2 separate regions of the Capra hircus genome follow, and region 2 is linked to region 1. A link is a contact called in public Hi-C data. All regions are on one chromosome and are shown on one strand. Each heading gives the region's core, a stretch centred on a gene start, on an enhancer-like site or on the middle of the called end of the contact. The rest is flanking DNA. Distances are from core to core; before and after follow the strand shown. Region 1 has its middle 80 kb from the start of TGFA. Region 2 has its middle 40 kb from the start of FAM136A.

What was found. A called contact is a pair of places that touch in the nucleus more often than the background predicts.
Region 2: a contact with region 1 is called in a Hi-C map of blood, with 4 times the contacts expected there. The contact joins two enhancer-like sites. A contact is called at or near these places in 2 of 5 Hi-C or Micro-C datasets (blood and liver).

The regions. Positions count from the first base shown.
Region 1 is chr11:13,655,218-13,660,055 of ARS1.2, reverse strand. No RefSeq gene overlaps it. Among named protein-coding and RNA genes, the nearest start is that of TGFA, 80 kb to the left of the region's middle. Within about 2 kb of position 3,000, at least 2 of the 5 cell types and tissues checked have an H3K27ac peak or open chromatin away from gene starts, as enhancers often do.
Region 2 is chr11:13,972,929-13,977,766 of ARS1.2, reverse strand. It overlaps the pseudogene LOC102189407. Among named protein-coding and RNA genes, the nearest start is that of FAM136A, 40 kb to the left of the region's middle. Within about 2 kb of position 1,941, at least 1 of the 5 cell types and tissues checked has an H3K27ac peak or open chromatin away from gene starts, as enhancers often do.

The DNA of each region.
Region 1 (4,838 bases), core at 1,751-4,250:
AGAAGGGGACAAGACCTCAGGACTGAGCCTCAGGCTGAGGGAGCATCTAAACTGCCTGCTCCAACTGGGCTGTGATTAGAAAGGTCTGCACAGGAGGTCATCAGACTCTGGTCCAGCTATCAGACACAAGTGTCCTTTTGTTCTTCTCAGCGTTTGGATGCACTCTCAGGAGGCTCACAGCAGGAGAAGGGATTGGTGAAATGGGATTCAGGCTTTCTTTGGATCTTCTGGCCAAACGTTAATACCATCAGTTTCCTCCAGAACTGCACACTTACTCTTCTCATTTTGGTTCAGCAGCCACAATTTTGTTCTCTGTGAGTCTCTTTCTGTTTCGTTCATTTGCATCATATTTTAGATCCCACATGTAAGTAGTATTGTGTGGTACTTGTCTTTCTCTTTCTGACTTACTTTGCTCAGTACGGTAACCTCCAGGTCCATCCATGTTGCTGCAAACGGCATTATTTCATTCTTTTTTTTTTTAATAGCTGAGTGATTTGTATGGTGCATTGTGTTGTACAGGAGGTTTGACTATAAATCAGTACACACTATCCATACAGCTGGTGGACCCTGGGGATGCCTCTAGATCTGTCCTTATCTCTGCAGCCTTATGCCTGCATGAGGCTGGCAACCTAGGGTCTCAACTTTCTGCTTTAACCAAATTCTAGGAGTCTCTCTCCTCTTTATCTTCCCTTCCTCCTCCTTTTGGCTCAACACACATTAGCAGAATGAGTAGGACACATTCCAACCCGCTGTGTAACACTCATAGAACTCTTTACTCCAGAAGTACTTATAAGGGCCAATTAAGTGGCACAATGTCACCAAAATTTGCTCCTAATTTGTGCAGAAGGAAGCTGTCTGGCCATTAAGCTGGAGTTTCATGATCTTCACAAGTGAATCCCCTCAGTCATTTCAGTCAGCTTCAGTCCTGTCCATGGAGACATGCACAGTGTGTGCCAACCACCTCACAACTCTGGCAAGATTTGGGCATCCAGATGTTACAGAAGCCCTGAGAATCTTTAAGCTATCTCCATATTCTGCTGGTGATTCAGGAAACCTATAGGAGATATTGCCAAAGGCTCTGGAAACCCTTAACATATTTGCAGATACCAGCTGCTTCAGCTAAAGGCTCTAATCCTGTATTAACCGAAGTCTGGTGACTCAGCTTGTGACGAGTTCATTAATATGGGGTTCTGCTCTGCCTTAGGAGAGTAAGGAAAGCAATGAAACAGGTGAAAGGAAGCCAACAGCTTCAGGTGACATCTCGTATCCCAGTTTGGCAGCCCTTGCTGAGTATCCAGTGGGGGTCAGAATTCCCCTTAGTTCATTAATTAAAGTTGGAGGGATCCTCACAGAGTTCTTTCTTGGGGGAGGAGCCAGGTGTGAGCTGTACATGGCTTGCTACATCCTGAGTTCAAGCTACTCGTCTGGAGTATGCATGCATGCTAAGTCGCTTCAGTCATGTCCAACTCTGTGGGACTCTATGGACTGTAGCCCACCAGGCTCCTCTGTCCACAGGCTTCTCCAGGCAAGAATACTGGAGTGGGTTGCCACGCCCTCCTCCAGGGAATCTTCCCAACCCAGGGATCGAAACTGTTTCTCTTACGTCTCCCGCTTTGGCAGGCGGGTGCTTTACCACTAGCACTGCCTGGGAAGCCCCGCTCATCTGGAATGAACCCCCTTTGAGAATATTCTACTAACTCAGAGGAATGGACTCATTAACCTTGCTCTCAGACGCCGGGTCCATCTGGACAGGTCAGCCTGACGTCACACCTGGAAGCAGACAGTAAAGCCCAGGGTGTTTTGCAGGTGCTCCGGGTTTGCAATTACAGTGTGTGTCTCAGGGTAGACAGACCTGAAGTGCTGAACCCGATACTCGGCAGCGCTCACTCCCAACAGCAGACTGGCCTCTGGGCCGGGGAGATGGTTCACCTCCTTGTCTGTGAAACTGGCCCAGTGTGCATGTAAGCCACAGCCCCCAGGCTGGGCAGAACATAAATGGTTTGCCTTGGGCACAGGGTCCTGGAATGTCTGGCAGGGAGGGGCAGGGGTAGGATGGGGGGTGCTCCTTGCTAAGGCCACCTGTGCTATTCCGTTTTTGAAAATGGAAAACTAAGAAAATGAGCCCTTTACTCCTCACAGAGCCTGAGTATTTCCCACACTTGAGCCTACCAAGTTCCATGGGCCAGAGCCTGGGTCCGCCCATGATGGAAACACAAAGCCTCTCTCTTCGGAGAGGACATTAAATGATGGTGGGGATTATACTTACAGTGTCATAGTTACTCTAAATGATCAGGCTAAGCCTGTGCATCAGTGAAGATCTTGAAGATCACATTTTCTCAAACTAGTATTAGGAGACGGGGAGCTGACAGTTTAAAGGTATCAATGGGACAAGCAGGCACAAGACACAGAACCATCCTGGTAGGTTTTGATGCTGTAGCTGCTGGTGAAGGAAGAGGTATCCATGTCTGCTGAAAGGTGATGACTTGCTGAAGTCTGGGGAAATGGGTACGGAGTCTTGAAAGTGTTTGCAGAATTCTAAATCCAGTCCCAGCTTGATGCTAACCTTCAATAAGTCATAGAGCGACTTAGGGCATCTGTTTTCCACATCTTGGAGAAGGGCTTGATGATACCTCCTACTTGGGTGTGCACTGAAGTATTTAATTAATGTTTGCAAATCACCTTGAGATGCAGTTGTAGGGCCCACAGCCAAAAAAAAAGCCGGCTTGTTTATTTTGGCAGTAAAAAAGTTAAGTGCTCTTTACTAATTAACACCCTATTAGTATAACAGTGAAGTCCAGGAAGAGTTACTCAAGATCATGTTTATTTTTATCTCTCTGCTTAGGTTGGTTTCCAAGCTAAGGAAATCTGAACTTAATGGTGTGAAGCAATGATTTACTGAAACCTCCCCTTCAAGCCAAACTCAACCAACAGAGAAATATGCGAAGATGTGTGCATGCCAGGAAAAGCCAGTTAAACAGGTGCCTGTTGGGGAAATATTATAACCAGAAACCCCAGCAAATGTTTCCCGCACTGAAACTCACCTGGACTCAGGAACACACTTCCTGTGAAGAGTGTAGGCACAATGAGAGTGCCCTCTGCTGGCAGTAAGGAGTACTTCCCATGATTTGTCTGCAAACATGAAAGTGTGCCATGTAAGTTGCTTTAGTCATGTCTGACTCTTTGCGACCCTATGGACTGTAGTCTGCCAGGCTCCTCTGTCCATGGGATTCTCTAGGCCAACATGTAAGAGCCTACAGAAATAGAATTTGAGAGAATTCAGTTCAGTTCAGTCGCTCAGTCATGTCCGACTCTTTGCGACCCCATGAATTGCAGCACACCAGGCCTCCCTGTCCATCACTAACTCCCGGAGTTCACCCAAACTCACGTCCATCGAGTCGGTGATGCCATCCAGCCATCTCATCCTCTGTCGTCCCATTTTGAGAGAATTAGTAAAGTTTAAAGGAAGCTTGGGCTTCCCAGGTGGCAGTAGTGGTAAAGAACCCTCCTGCCAACGCAGGAGACGTAAGAGATGTGGGTTTCATCCCTGGGTCAGGAAGATCCCCTGGAGAAGGAAACCCACTCCAGTATTCTTGCCTGAGAAATCCCATGGATAGAGGAGCCTGGCAGGCTACAGTCCATGGGGTTGCAAAAGAGTCGGCAACGACTGAAGTGACTTAGCATACATGAAAAGAAGCTTATTAGGCCCACTTCCATTTTTATAAATGGCAATAAAGTCCAGCATACTCATTATAAGAAAGTAAAATTACTACACAAATACAGGCCTCTGTTATATAGCATACCTGGAAAAGTTTAGAAGGAAGCAGAGGTTGCTATTTGAGGCAGAGAGGGTAAGTTGATGATAAAGGAGTGGGGGTGGGGGAAATACTGGAGTGATTCCCTTGAGTAGATGAGAGAGGGTGGGATCTGATGGATAATTAGGGGTATGGGTCTGCTGGGGTCATGAATTTTCACACTCTTTTCACACTAGAGGGAGGGCGGACTGCAAACAGGTAGGTAAGTAAGTATTACAGTGAAATTTGGTGGAGAGGTTCTTTTGATTTTATCACTGAAATGGGAAGCAAATTCATCAATGGAGAGTGAGTTTGCTGGAGGAGAAGGGGAGAAGTTTGAAACAGTCATCCAGGAAAGTGAGAGAATGATTCCACCAGCCAGACAAAGCCAGACTGCTCAGCAGTGGTGAAGAGGGTGCTGCCAGGAGTTTAAGGGGCACTCAGGAGAGAGGCCACTTCCACTTACGGTGCAGAAAATTACAAATGTCACCCACCCTAATCTGCTGCACGATCACAATTTTTTTCTAAACCATCAGAAATCTGAGGTCACAAGGAAGCAAACTACAGGAACTGCAAGGGGGAATAAAAGGCCTTTTGAGGAGAGATGGCTCTCACTAACTGTGTTACCTAACGGTAGGCCATGGGAGGAGGTGGCCAGCAGGTACCAGTGGGGAAGAAGAAGTGAGCCTAAGTTTTAACTAGCAGCTTAGCGTGGGTGACAGTGTCTGTTCAAAACAGCTGGGTGCTGCAGACGTAGGGAGAGTTTGCTCTCACTCACGAACTTTCCCCATAGGCCTCCAGTGGGTACTCCTCAGAGAGATGGAAGACAGGCAGGAGATGGTACAGAGCCCCTCTCCGTGCTGCAGGCACACCGAGTACCACCAATGGCTATGTGTGGACAGGTCCCCACATTGCTCTCCTGAACAAGAGGATAAGAGTCAGCGAGTAGTGCAGAAGAAACATTTAGATAGAGAAGAAGAGATACTGGGAAATCACTGCATAAAGAAATGAAGTACATCAAACCACAGATCCAAAACACCCGGAGAA
Region 2 (4,838 bases), core at 692-3,191, 320 kb before region 1:
TGAGGAGGCAGGAGTGAGGGATGGGTTTTCTCGGGGCTTCCACGAAAACAGCAAGGCAAGGCAGGGTGAGCATTTTAGAACTGGTCAGTTTGAATAGTTTCAGTGGGCTTTAAGGTTGGTTCCAAGTCACTGGAGCAGGCTGGGTACCCCTATCAAACTTGTAAGACCTGGTCATCCAGAAGTGAGCGCCAGGGAACCCTTTGCTGCTTATCAATCCAAATCTGCACTTATTCAGTGCAGGGGATGGACAATTTTGGGGGTACCTGGCCTAGAGGATTAAGGCATAGAAATATTGCCTCCAGGTCAAGGAGATGTGACCTGGCTCCAGAACATTTAGTTTGCATCCTGGCTGGATCCTTTGCTATCCTCAGATATGCAAATAACACTACCCTAATGGCATAAAACGAAGAGGAACTAAAGAGCCTCTTGATGAAGGTGAAAGAGGAGAGTGAAAAAAAAAAAAAAAAAGATCATGGTATCCAGTCCCATCACTTCATGGCAAATAGATGGAGAAACAATGCAAACAGTGACAGACAATTTTTCTTGGGCTCCCAAATCACTGTGGACAGTGACTGCAACCATGAAATGAAAAGACACTTTCTTCTTGGAAGAAAAGCTATGGCAAACCTAGACAATGTATTGTAAAGCAGAGACAGTACTTTGCCAACAAAGGTCCATCTAGTTAAAGCTATGGTTTTTCCAATAGTATGTACGGATGTGAAAGCTGGACCTGAAGAAGGCTGAGTATCGAAGAATTGATGCTTTCGAACTGTGGTGCTGGAGAAGACTCTTCAGAGTCCCTTGGACAGCAAGGAGATCCAACCACTCTATCCTAAAGGAAATCAGTCCTGAATATTCATTGGAAGGACTGATGCTGAAGTTAAAGCTCCAGTACTTTGTCCACCTGATGTGAAGAGCCAACTCATTAGAAAAGACCCTGATGCTGGGAAGGACTGAAGGCAGGAGGAAAAGGGGCCAACAGAGGATGAGATGGTTGGATGGCATCATTGACTCAATGGACATGAGTTTGAGTAAACTCAAGGAGATGGTGAAGGACAGGGAAGCCTAGCGTGCTGCAGTCGATGGAGTCACAGATTCAAACACAACTTAGCAACTGAACAACAATGAAAGGAGGGGCTGTCTTTCCATGTGGTCTCTCTACATGGGCTAGTTTGTGCTTCCTCACAGCATGGCAGCTTGAGGGTACTTGAATTGGTTACATGTGGCTAAGGGCTCTAAAGCTGAAAACAAGAAAAACGGTAGCCTAGCTTTGCATCTAGCATGACTTCCTCCATAATCGCAATAGAATATATTGATATTCTTCTCCAATAGAAGAAAATATAATATAAAAACCACCTCTTTTAAAAAAATATTTATTTATGCACTGAGTCTTCATTGCAGTGCAAGGGCTCAGTAATTGCAGTGTGCTTAGTTACCACGCCACATGTGCGGTTTTAGTTCCCCGACCAGGGATAGAACTTGCATCTCTTGAATTGGAAAGCAGATTCTTAACTACTGGACCACCAGTGAAGTCCCTAAATCCATCAAGATGGAGTTTTGGTGTTGGGTGGAGTGCCATATTGTAGGCAGAGTAGTTGAGATGGGAGACACTGCCGTCTGTGGAAAATGCAATCTCCCACACCCTCCTAGAGGGTACCATTGCAGTTTGGACAATCGTCCTCTAGAGGGCACTCTTATGATATGACATTGGCTCCATTTCACTATGAGAAATAGGGCGGAGAGATGGGTGGGGTGATGGAAAGAGAGAAAAAGGAATTTGGGTGTTGGCTAAGGTGGAGCAGCTCATCCTTTCTGAACTGGTCATTCTTTCTGTTGCATAGAGCATGCTGGCAGGGATGTGTGTATGCGTGTGTGTGGTCATGTGGCTATCGTAGGACGAGGAGGGCTGGTGACAACTTTAGGGCTTTATGCCTGTGTGCGCTCCCCATTCCCCACCCCTTTGCCTAGCAGAAGGCCTTGTACAGGGATCTGCTGCGACAGCTAGGCATAAAGTGCCTGTGGGTCACCAGGCAGAAGCAAGTTTTCCCAAGCTTTGGGAAAGGAGAGTGCCACCCGTAGCGCCTCCATGGAACCTGCAATTCCCAATAAACTGTGCCTGGCTCCATGCCTGCAGTGCTCAGAGACTGGGATGGTGGTTATTTGGGAGAATATGGAAGGTAAGTTAGTAAATGAGCCTGTCCAGGAAGTGTGTATACAGTGAGAAGAGACTAAAGGTGATCTATAGCCTGATACAGGAGGAAAACCTGGTGAGAATGGTGGCAGGGGCTGGGATAGAGTTTTCAGGAAGAGGGAGTGGGCCTGAGGGTCAAGTATGGCAGCAAAATCGAGACTGAAGACACCATCAGATTTGGCAACATGGAGGTTGTTAGTGACTTTTATGACGTTTTGGGGAAGCCAGCTGGGCAGAGTATTACAGGAGTTTAGTAGTGATGGGAGGAAGGAGTAAAAGGGTGGAAACTGGAGAGGTGGACAGGTCCAAGAACTGTTTTTTAAAAATCTTGGCCACAACTAAACACGTGGAAGGGAAGGAAAGGAAACAGGGGAAGGGAAACCAGACTAAAGAGGAGTAAATGATACATCCTGGTCCAGAGAGGAGTGGAGTCTAATGCTCAGACCAAGCCATGAGGCTTGGAAGGTGGCCAATTTTTAAGGAACTTGAAACAAAGAAGAGGTTGAGGTTTAGGGAGAAGGGGTGATGAGCTGAGCTAGTTCAAGTTGCCTCTGCTTCCAGAGTGAGAAGTGAGAAGGGGTAAATGGCTTGAGAAGAATTCATCAGCCTGTTGGGGAGGAATGAAAATCTGTTTAGTTTCAGCTCACACATATTTAGGACCTATTCTGTATAAAGTGTTTTCAATGAAATTGCTTTATCCTTTTCCAACAGTGTGTGAAATAGGAAGTATCCCTATTTGCAGGCTCTAACCTCTTCCTTAGTCAGACACGACTAAGCGACTTCACTTTCACTTTTCACTTTCATGCATTGGGGAAGGAAATGGCAGCCCACTCTGGTGTTCTTGTCTGGAGAATCCCAGGGATGGGGGAGCCTGGTGGGCTGCCGTCTATAGGGTCGCACAGAGTCGGACACGACTGAAGCGACTTAGCAGCAGCAGCAGCAACCTCTTCCTTGGTGAGTTTCTTGCTTCATCTAAGCTTGAAAGGAGTATGGCCATGAGGAAAAGAGGGGTGTGCTGGTTCCAGGTCAGTCCTGGAGCTCAGAGAACAAACCGTAGTCTTAAGTCATTTTCTAGTGTTCTCTTTCCTTGATTTTCTTCATTTTTTCTTCCTCTTCTCTCCTCCTCAGGTTGCTTTCAGGAACTTCAAAGTCTTCTGTGTCTGAAGACCAGTTTACCTGCTAAGAGCATCCTTTTTAATAAAATAACCAACAACTGGGAGTATTCTGTAGCTTTTACTATATATTTACATGTGGGGGGTGTGTATGTGTATGGGTGTCTGTGGTGGGGGTAGATTTTGGTGGCCTCTCTTATCTGATCCAAGAGCACCAAGCTTAGACCCAGCTCAGCTCTTCCTTGTCTTCCTCAGGACAAGCAGCTGAAAGAGCTCTGGGAACCGAAAAATACCAGCCTGCAGATGTCCCTGCCTGTAAGGAATACCCAACCAACCCTAGGGCCAAAGGATAGGGACAAGAAGCAGAGGACTACTTAGTGATTTCTGCTTTGCTCACCTCAGTCAATGGGCCTGTACTTTAGGAGTAGAGAGCTAAATGCTTAATGGGACTGTCTGGGCCATAGGCTGGCAGTGGCTGCCTCTCTCTATTGAAGGCCATGCTCTTGGACAGTTCTTTTTCGTATCTGTGGGTCTCTTTGGGTTACAGTGACCATTCCCCCATTCTTCTCCAGAACTAGAGATAGTAAGAGGGCCCCACAATTGCTTCACAGGATACAATGCAGGATTGTTGCTTTCCCTTAAGCTTGTCCATGTTGCTGTAACTCAACACTTTATCTCAGTCAGTTCAGTTCAGTCGCTCAGTACTGTTAGACTCTTCACAACCCTATGGACTGCAGCACACCAGGCTTCCCTGTCCATCACCAACTCCTGGAGCTTGCTCAAACTCATGTCCATCGAGTCGGTGATGCCATTCAACCATCTCATCCTTTGTTGTCCCCTTCTCCTCCTGCCTTCAATCTTTCCCAGCATCAGGGTCTTTTCCAATGAGTCAGTACTTTGCATCAGGTAGCCAAAGTATTGGAGTTTCAGCTTTAGCATCAGTCCATCCAATGAATGTTCTGGGTTGATTTCCTTTCGGATTGACTAGTTTGATCTCCTTGTAGTCCAAGGGACTCTCAAGAGTCTTCTCCAACACCACAGTTCAGAAACATCAATTCTTTGATGCTCAGCTTTCTTCACAGTCCAACTCTCACATCCATACATGACCACTGGAAAACCCATAGCTTTGATTAGACGGACCTTTGTCAGCAAAGTAATGTCTCTGCTTTTAAATATGCTGTCTAGGTTTGTCATAGCTTTTCTTCCAAGGAGCAAGCATCTTTTAATTTCATGGTTTCAGTCACCAACTGCAGTGATTTTGGAGCCCCCCAAAATAAAGCCTCTTGATCTCATTCTCCTCAATTAATTCGCTGCTGGGTGTGCCCTTTCTTTTCCCCTCACTCTTTCTTGAGTCCTTTGTGCCCTGGTTGTAGTTTTATGAAAGTCTTGCCCAGCTTTAGGAGTCCCAGTGGGCCTTTCAGATGTTGCTTCCCTGAGGCCCTTCCTTGAGGAACTTGGGGCTGTGAGGGTAGAAGAAGGAGGCTTTGTAAGCAATCATGCAGGCCCCTCATTCTTTCTCCCTCTCCTCCATTTCC